Linked DNA regions of Triticum aestivum: region 2 is linked to region 1. Evidence: chromatin contacts called from public Hi-C data. All regions are on one chromosome and are shown on one strand. Each heading gives the region's core, a stretch centred on a gene start, on an enhancer-like site or on the middle of the called end of the contact. The rest is flanking DNA. Distances are from core to core; before and after follow the strand shown. Region 1 holds the start of LOC123041725 (probable metal-nicotianamine transporter YSL9). Region 2 has its middle 39 kb from the start of LOC123046181.

What was found. Hi-C and Micro-C count contacts between places; a contact is called where the count stands out from the background.
Region 2: a Hi-C map of leaf shows a contact between it and region 1, with 4 times the contacts expected there. The contact joins the enhancer-like site here to the promoter of LOC123041725 in region 1. A contact is called at or near these places in 2 of 5 Hi-C or Micro-C datasets (leaf and root).

The regions. Positions count from the first base shown.
Region 1 is chr2B:587,592,138-587,596,936 of IWGSC CS RefSeq v2.1, reverse strand. It overlaps LOC123041725 (probable metal-nicotianamine transporter YSL9), which reads left to right and starts at 2,040. Exons shown (of 7, transcript XM_044464297.1): 1 at 2,040-2,330; 2 at 2,424-2,596. The coding sequence starts at 2,123.
Region 2 is chr2B:587,882,097-587,886,895 of IWGSC CS RefSeq v2.1, reverse strand. No RefSeq gene overlaps it. Among protein-coding and RNA genes, the nearest start is that of LOC123046181, 39 kb to the left of the region's middle. Within about 2 kb of position 2,170, at least 2 of the 8 cell types and tissues checked have an H3K27ac peak or open chromatin away from gene starts, as enhancers often do. A contact at or near this core is called in leaf, where this site is marked.

The sequences.
Region 1 (4,799 bases), core at 791-3,290:
CACCTTTGATTTAATGAAAGAGGCGCTTCCTGGACTGGTTTGGAAGCAAGCCACGCAAGGAGAGTTGCCTCCTCTCCCCAATTTCATCCTCATATTTGTTATGTATCTTGATCAGATCAGTGATCACTACTACTAGTTCGCAACAAAAAAAAGATCAGTGATCACTGATTAGTCCTTTCAGACGAGAATCCGTGTGATTTGCTGCGTATTACTCCCAGTGGCGGAGCTAGGATATGAAAACAGGGTGGTCCACAATTTCGACAACAAATATAGAATGTCAGCACATAGAAATAGAATAATATGTTGTTGCAGACATACTAAAATTCTCAATTAAGTGTCAGTTTTGCATAAAAGAAGTCTACATAATACATACCTTGAGAAGTTTAAAGAAGCATGTCTCCAAAAAAGAGAAGCAATGTCTATGGTCCTCTTCCCTCTTCAATTACTCTGCAATAAAATTTACTTATTTTTTAATCATAAGTTCATAACCAGTAAATTTAAATTTGTATCATGTAGACAATTTGCATGTTCTGAATATGGAACTACATTATATACCTGTAAATTTCAATTTGTATCATGTAGACAATTTGCATGTTTCTGAGTATGAAACTACATTATATTCAGAAATTTTAGATTGTAGCTTGGAGGTCCAATATATCTAGATATTTCAATTGTGCAACTTTCTTGTGCAAAGGACGAGCGAAAGAAAAAAACATTGTTTTTTGACCAATCTCATATGGCAATACACAGGCATACAGCCAGACCTGCTTGCAGGTCCACCGCTGACCCAGGCACTAAATGGTCGCTGGTGGGGTAGACATGGGCACGGCCATGGCCGGCGGTGGCCATGCCAAAGAAACACGGTGCAAGCAACCAGTTTGCGAGCAACAGAGCGAGCAGTAAAAGGGGCAATGGCGGTCGGCGTCGACAGGAGGAAGAAGGGTCCTACTTGCGGCTCTGAATCCGTTGTCTGAATTAACTATGAAAGGTGCAGGAGCAGGCCTCGGTCACCAATACAGCAGGGGGACCAGGGAAGACGAAGCACCGGTTATATAACATGCACTTGGGACTCCTGCACCTCCCAAGTGCATGTTACCGGTTATATTACCCCCACTATGGCTAGCCTTATGCGGAGTCACCTTTCTTTCAGCTACGCAATCGTGTCAGTAAAAGATTTTTCGAGCCACCGCAGTCCGCAGATCGATCTCGCCCGGATCTTCGTTGACTCTGTTATTTTTTAGATAAAAATCTCTCCAATTTCAGCCCCTTGGATCTGGAGTTCTGATTGGACGGGGCTCGTTCCCGAGCGTTGATCAGCAGATATTTTATCGACGATGCGTGCCGAGGAGCAACTCCCGTCAGTTTGCTTGTATGCCGACCGCCAGGCTCGCCACCATCCCGCGCGCCGTCAGCTGCTCCCGCCACGGCGGCACGCGGCCCCGCGCGTGCCCGGCCCCCAGCTCGGAGTCGTCGCCGTCGCCGTCGAGCTCGCGGATCTCCTCGAAATGGACTCTGCGGCCGTCCCGCGAGTGCGGCGCCATCGCGAGCTCGACGCCCGGCGACGGCGGCGGCCTCCGGTGCTTCCTCCGCCTGTCCTGCTGCACAGTGGTGACAGATTCTCGCAGCGTCAGATTCGAGCCCGGGGCCAGACGGAGTCACCGGACCGCCGGACAGAGGACGGTGTTCGTTAATCATTAGTGAGCTCTACACTTGTACTACTGGCACCGAGCGAGCTCTCTCGAGAGAGCTGTGAGTGATTCCAAGGCAGAATCCATGGAGCAAGAAGGACATTCTTGATTCTTCGGTTAGAATGGAGAATTGCGGATACAGAGAGCATGAGAAAAATCTCACCTGCTGGGCCCTCTAGCTTCGACCAAAAAGCTTGGGAGCTTGGGAGCGACCACTTCAGAAAATGATGGAAAGGCGACGGAAGAGGACACACCACACCAATGTATGCTCCGCACCGTAGCAATCGGTGGCTGCTCCCCGTGAGGCTGTGTAGCAGATGCGGACAATGCTTCGGTGTCTTAAGGCACCTACCTTTGTGTCTATGACATGTGGGTCCAACAGGTGGCTGGCCCACATGTCAGTGATTCAAAGGCATGTGCTTTAAGGCACCGCAATGTACAGCGTCATCGTGATGAAGCTCAACCTCACCACGGGCCTCGTCCCCACGCTCAACGTCTCCGCCGCGCTCATCGCCTTCGTCGTCCTCCGCGGCTGGACCAAGGCGCTGGCCCGCCTCGGCGTTGCCGCCCGCCCCTTCACGTGCCAGGAGAACACCGTCGTGCAGACCTGCGCCGTCGCCTGCTACAGCATCGCCGTCGGAGGTCAGTGCTGGCCACACATCACATCCGCCAATTTGTCAAGTGGAGACCTTGGATTGAGACGCGTCCTTGGATTTTTCCCTTCCCTTCCCACAGGCGGGTTCGGGTCCTACCTGCTCGCGCTCGACAAGAACACCTACGAGATGGCCGGGGAGGAGACGGAGGGCAACGTGCCAGGGAGCTACAAGGAGCCCGGCATTGCGTGGATGACCGGCTTCCTCCTCGCCGTCAGCTTCGTGGGGATCATCGCGCTCGTCCCTCTCAGGAAGGTCCGTATGCCCGTGCTCCCCATACTGTTCCAAATTACCTTCACAAGCTAGAGCTGGCGAACTGCTTACCTTTCTTCCAAACTTGCTCCTCTACAAATGTTGCTTGCATACTGTCAAAGTGGTAATCAACTCCTTGTCACTATCTGTATTGCTCTTGCTTCGACGACTGAAAAATGTTGGCTCCTTCTGCTGTCCTACGCCTACGCGTGCGGCGTAAGGTCTTTTTGTCTCTGTCTTGCTATCCTTGTTTGTTTATAAGGATAAGACCAACTCACGGATTAGGCAAGCTGACTTTGATTTACTTTGGTGATGTAGTTTGACGTCAGTACTAGGAGTACCATTTTCATGCTTTTTTTGCCTTCGAATTGTGGAGCTCCTCGCTCCTGATTTCATTTCTTTCATTTTCATGATATCCGATTTGACCGGTGATGGCCTCATGGTCCCTACTGAATGTGCCTTGTTTTTTGAGTAAAAATAGCAGGATCATTGCTAGTATTCACTAAGAAAGGACTGTTACAAAACATAAAAAGCCAGGGCACATTTTTGAATTCGACATGTTCCAATGGGATAGGCTAACTAGGACTCTAGGACCAATCGGATACGCTGCACTGCAATCTGTGCAATACCCTTGGAAACCTTGGGGAACACCTCGTGGTATGCAATAGAGTAGATGAAATGAATAACAATGTAGAGCCATTACAAGATGTGACAAACAAACACCTATCACTAAGTCGTCATTCTCTTGAAACAAACACTTGTGTCCATGTCATTGAGTCTAGCCTGTGAAGGCCAGGACATGGATTTTCATCTTGGATGCCGGATCCTTCAAGTCAAAGGTAAAAGCATCAACAGAAGGACAATGCCTTCAACAAGGAGAGGATGCAAGTTTGTCGAGACAATGCCTTCAACAAGGAGACGACGCAAGTTTGTCGTTGCCGTTTGACTAGTAAAGCCATATCACGGGATTTAACCTAGATATGAATAGTGTTCCAGTCACCGTCTTGATGGTGGATCTTCCAACAGCTGCTGGACCCATTACTCGGAGCGAACCGACCTTGATATCCACCGGAGATAGCCGCCACTAGGCCACCACCGGAACTCCTCTCAATCGTGCACTGACTTGGCCACAATCATCTTTGATTAGACCGAATCAGTAATCCCCCACGTCCTGCAACATGCCTCTGTTAAGCTTTAACAACAATTTTTGGATAAATTGCGAAAGCCAAGATTTGAACTCGAGACCTTAGGCCCTGCTACCATGTTAAGATTCATGCACTAACCAACACAACCAAAAGTCTACCGATGGAAAGGGCTAGACAATCCACATACACTTCAACACATCCCGACCTAGGCAATCCACACATACACTTCAACATCCCCTCTCACGTGTGACGCAGGAAGTCAACACATGAGAAGACTAAGAGGTATGGCTCAAGAGACTTATACGTGGACACAGAGGGGGCACCATCATTTTTTGGATAAACTGCGAAAGTTAGGACTTGAGCTCAAGACCTTAGGCTCTGATACCATGTTAAGCTTCATGCAGTAACCAACGCAACCAAAAACCCGAACTAATGGAAAGAGCTAGGCAATCTACCTATACACTTCAACAACCTCCACCTATCATCAAAAGGGGAGAGGGTGATGCCATGAGAGACCATGATGATCCTTTGATCATGATGCACTCACGGGCACACAACGACATCGGCAAAAAACCTGCCGCAAGATCGGCAAACAAAGACCACACGCCGGACGGAGAGTGAGCCACCGCTCCTACCACCTCCAAATGGAGGAAAACCTCTCTGCCTCCGGCTGCATCAAGTCGGATTTAACCACGCCCATGGGCCTCCATGATCGATTCACGATCTGATGGCACCATAGTCGTGAGTCATGACATGTGGTAATTATGGGAGGTGGCAGCCCTATGGCATCGGTTATTATGTTTTTGAAAATTTGTTATTCTAATCTTCAGCTGCAATCCATTGAGAGCATAATTTTGAAGAAAAAAAGTACATAGAAGTTTTGAGTTGTCAGCTATGTGCTTTAGTCCTTGGTCATATTTGGGTAAACATATTTTTTCTTATGAATCCTTCAAAATAACCTTGATTCTGCATAGTCTTATCTTGGGTTACAAGAACTTCTATACGTTTGACATCACATGTACACAGATGATTAATTTTTCTGTCGAACTTTGCAAATTTCA
Region 2 (4,799 bases), core at 921-3,420, 290 kb before region 1:
GGTGGCGGTGGACCGGCGATCGGCACATGGCATTGATGCAAATGCAAGAAAAACACAATCACAAACACTCCAAAACATGGATACAACATGACATGGTGAAACTACATGCAAAACCAAGTAAGTTTCATATAGTACATGATCAAAACGGAGCAACGGTTCAACACATACACACGAAACAAGTTTAAAAGACAAACTGCTCAAAATAGCAAGTAGGCATATTACAAGCAAGGAAACAACATGCTACAGGAAACATATGGGCACAAACTTGATATGTATTTCAAGTACAGATTACATGCTTCAAATATCATTAAGGTTCAGGTACATAGGCATCAGGATTAAACCAATATGATCAATACATAATGCAAAGTTCTGTTACAGATTCATGACTGTAGAAAACTAGGCATATACATGAGCAGAGTTAATATGATGGCATGTTGGAGGCATGAAACAAGTGTGCTACAGTGCTTGAACATGGCATCAAAAGGCATAGCATGCTATTACATATCATGGAGCTCAAGACTTCATGATATGAGCAACAAGTTCATGGCATTCATCAAGACAAGATGCAAACATGAAATAGCATATCTCAGACTTAGTGAAAATATGGGAATCCAACAATAACATTAAGATGCTGACTTTGGAGGCACACAATAGTAAGCATAGCAATTTTAATAATTATGCAAAGGTCATAAGCATGACGTAGGCATGTCATAATTCCAATTAAACCAGTGGCACAATTTATAAGATGCATATATTAATTACAATGAGCTTTGCAAAATGGAACATGCTGTTAATAGACTGACAACAACATTTTCAAGCAATTTGAGAGCATGAAAACAACAAGCTATAGTAGGTTATAAATGCAAACAAAGGCATGAATGGATAGAGCATAACATGGTCTTCAAAACATGAGTACTGAACATCTCCATATTATGCATAGATTTGATGCTAGCATCAAGCATGGCGTCATAATATAACAGATTCTGACTTACCAGAAATTACTAAGTCTCTGAAAACAGCAAACAACGAGTAGGCCACTTGGCAAGCTTGTTCTAGTCACTACAGTGCATATCATGAAGAATGGATCACACCATTGCAAAGATGACATGATTGTGCTTTGAAACATGTAGGCAAGTTGCTCAAAAGAAAATCATACAAAAAGATATGAAAAAGACAAAATCGCAATTTTTATCAGCTTTCAGCATTTAACATCAACAAGCACTTTTGCAACAGAATTTGTGGCATGAAGATGATCCCTAACATGAATGCAAAAACAACCATCATCAAGAGCACAGAGGGTAGATCATTTGCATATATTACACGTCTCCATAGGATCAATAAGGACAAAATTATAGCAATCACAAAAATTATAGGAAAATGAGTGAGCGCAATGTACTGATGCATCGCCCATGGCGAGGAAAACAGGGGCTCACCATGGGCTTGGCCCAGTTTGCGAGGAGGCTGGCTGGCTGGGCCTTGGAGACGCGTTGGGCCGGGGCGGGGCCGGCCCACGTGTGAAGGCACGGCTTCGCGTGCGCCTGCACGCGTGCGCGGACGAGGGAGGCCGCGCCGGCGGGGTCTCCGGCGATGCGGCGGCGAGACGGCGAGGGGCGGCACCGGGCGAGATGGAGGGGGCGGATCCCGGTCCGGCGGGGCCAGACGACGACGAGGAGGCTTGGTGGGGGCGCAGAGGAGCTCGGAGTTGGACTCCCATAGCGGCGGACGGCGAGGCGAGGTGCTGGCGCGGGGCGGCGGTATTCGGCGAGGCAGCGGGGCGGTGGAGGCTCCTAGTGGCTCGCCACCGGCGAGGCTGACGGGGGGGCGCGGGCGCTCGGGCTAGGCGTACCTGAAGGAATCCGTCTGTCGTGCATGGTGGCATGTCATGTGATAGGAACGAACTGCGTAGTTTATTTCCACTAATAATGCCCGCTTAGCTAATCTCAACCCAAGTGTGTCCTTGTCGTTGGACCTTAGCTAGACCGGTTCGTATATCTATTCCGGGGTCGTGTACGACCGATGCTATTGAAAAAGGAGCACGTGGCATAAGTCAAACGGCGTAGTGTCACATGAAGAGCTTTGGATTTTTGTATAAGCGGGATCGATCTGGCGTGGAAGTGTTAAACAATTGTACGGTGGGTGCTTACCGCAAGGTGAGATCATGCTGCCATCATAAATCAGCCATTTTCTTGTACATATATATCTCCTGTGGCTGCGTAGTCGGCAGGACTGGAAAGATTGACCTCAAGATATACGTACGTACGTTCTCAGCTAAATGTTGCAAGACCGTTGAAACGTCAGAGATAAGATTGTTATTATGCCCATTAGCATAATTGAATTTACTGCATTTTCATGTGTGGTGAAAAGTGCTGCTGACCGTCTACGTGATCGGTACACGATCAAACTGCTTTATTATGCGGACTGCGTCCTGGATGCATGACTGGATTAGAAAGATGATTTCTCCTAAAAGAAGATCATTTCAACAGGCATATACCATTTTCTAGCCCTTTTCAACTTTCCAGTGGACCCTGACCTAGTTAGGCGAGTGAATTGCAAAAAACATCGACACTTCAGGCAAGGTTTGCAGGAACCACATATTTACGGAATTGTGCCAAAAAGCACTAATTTTTTTTCATAATTTTTTGCAAAAAACACTAGTTGGCAGTTTTGGTCGTTTTGATGACGATTATGACAGGTGGGTCCCGGAAATGATGACGTGGCATAACTGATGATGCTAGAGGTCGTTAGAGATACTTTTTTACCAAAAACTCCCTCACTTCTTCAAAAAAGAACACCCGCGGTCAAACTGAAAAAACACTCCTGCGCATAGGACGGCCGGACCTTGCCTCCGCCACCGGCCTCGGGTCGTACACCTCTGGATCAGGAACATCGGACCAAACCGAGCACCGCCATGGCCGTCGCTTGTCGTTGATGTGGCTGGAGACAACCACGAGCTTCAGCATCATGTGCATCCGCCTCGCCCTGTCTCCCTCTCACTCCTGCTTCATTGACTGAGCCAGGGACACGCCATAGCCGTCGGCAGCGACCTTGCTCTCCAACCTCGGTCATGGCGCACCACCATCAAATTAGCCACCGGCAGACTCCTTCGGTCCTCATCCTAGACACCGTCTGGTCCGCAGCGTCAACGCCGACCTCCTGGACATCCCAGCGTCAAGCTCCGCCTCCTCCTGCACCCTCGCCGACAAGCTCCGAGCCCCGGTGGTCGTCGTTGTTTCTCAACTCGCCGTTCCATGCTACCTCGCCTTGTCCGAGCACGTGCACGGGCTCGTGGTGCGTCTTCTCTGGTCCGCTCACTGCAGCCTTCAAGCATGTCCCGGCGTCTGCATCAGGAGGCCGACGCCGAGCCCCTCAAGGTGCCAGCACGCATGGGCACCGGAAGCCCGGGTCCGAGCTCGCGGGCACGCTGCCCGCCGCCGCCCTTGCCCCAGCTGGCCGCCACCGGATCGACCTCCATCGCCCCCGCCCTGCAGCATGGCCGACTGGCCGCGGCCGGCGCGGCTGCAGCTCGCGGCCGCCAGGGCTGCTGCTTGCGCCCATCCGCGGCCACCGCGGCTGATGCTCACGCCCGTGCGCGGCCACCGCGGCTGCTGCTCCGGTGTCAGCTCCCCCAGCAGCTTCGCCCCCGCAAAAGCTGCTGCTGCTGCCGGTGCTCCGGCGCCCGCGGTAGCTGCTGCTCCGGTGGGGAAGGGGGCCGGAGAGAAGACGCGAGGAGGAGGGGGCTGATTGCTTTTTAAGTTTTTGAAGAAGGGCGTCGGTGTAAAATCCCCTATTTAACGGCGTCACCTGCGAACCGTTACGCCACGTCATAATTTCCAGGACCCACATGTCATAATCGTCATCAAAACGACCAAAGCCGCCAACTAATGTTTTTTGTAAAAAATTATGAAAAAAAACTAGTGTTTTTTTGCACAATTTCGTAAATGTGTGGTTCCTGCAAACCTTGCCTAAAGTGTCGATGTTTTTTGCAATTTAACTCTAGTTAGGCAAAAGAACGGATCAAGATCTACCTATCCATCCAATCCATGATCCAGCCATCCATACATAGTCCAGGGCCAATAGATTAGATTATTACCGAGTGTTTAGTGGAAGCAGTCGAGTGGCTGCTGGAGCCCATCGCCATCCGTGACACTCCGAAATCTTTGGGGGCACTCGATTACGAGGGAATGCCTCATGGGATGTCGTCTCGCCTGAGCTCGATCGCCATCTGATTAAACTAAATCCCATGCCGAATTGCCGATAGTATACTGCAATCATAGTGGAGTATATAAAATGTGCATGTCGTCGTCTCGATCGCTGCCACTGCACGTAGTTTAGTCGGTCGGTACAGTCAGTCAGTCAGCTTGCGAGTGGTTTCCATGGCGTATTTTCAGCGCTGACAAACTGGCCGAACCCGTCAACATTGATCAGCTTTCGCGTGGCGATCGATCTGGTTCTGGTGGGACGAGTTGTACAAGGGTGTGTTTGGTTGAAGAACCAACTGTCATGGAATGGAATGATTCCATTTCAGAGGAACGGGTCGGTTCCGTTTCTGTGTTTGGTACAAGCAAAAAACTGAAACGGGATGGTTCCGTTATAGTGTTTGGTTGGAAAGCATGGAATGAAAAATGGAATAAACAAAATTAAAAATTTCAGCAGCATTTCATTTGTATTTTGAAGAAAAACAACATAACAATATATATATTGGCATATAACACAATTTTCAGCAACAATATCATAAGGTAGCAATCAGGGTGCAAGTTCATTTGCCACATCCAAAAGCAATCAGCCAACACACATGTCTT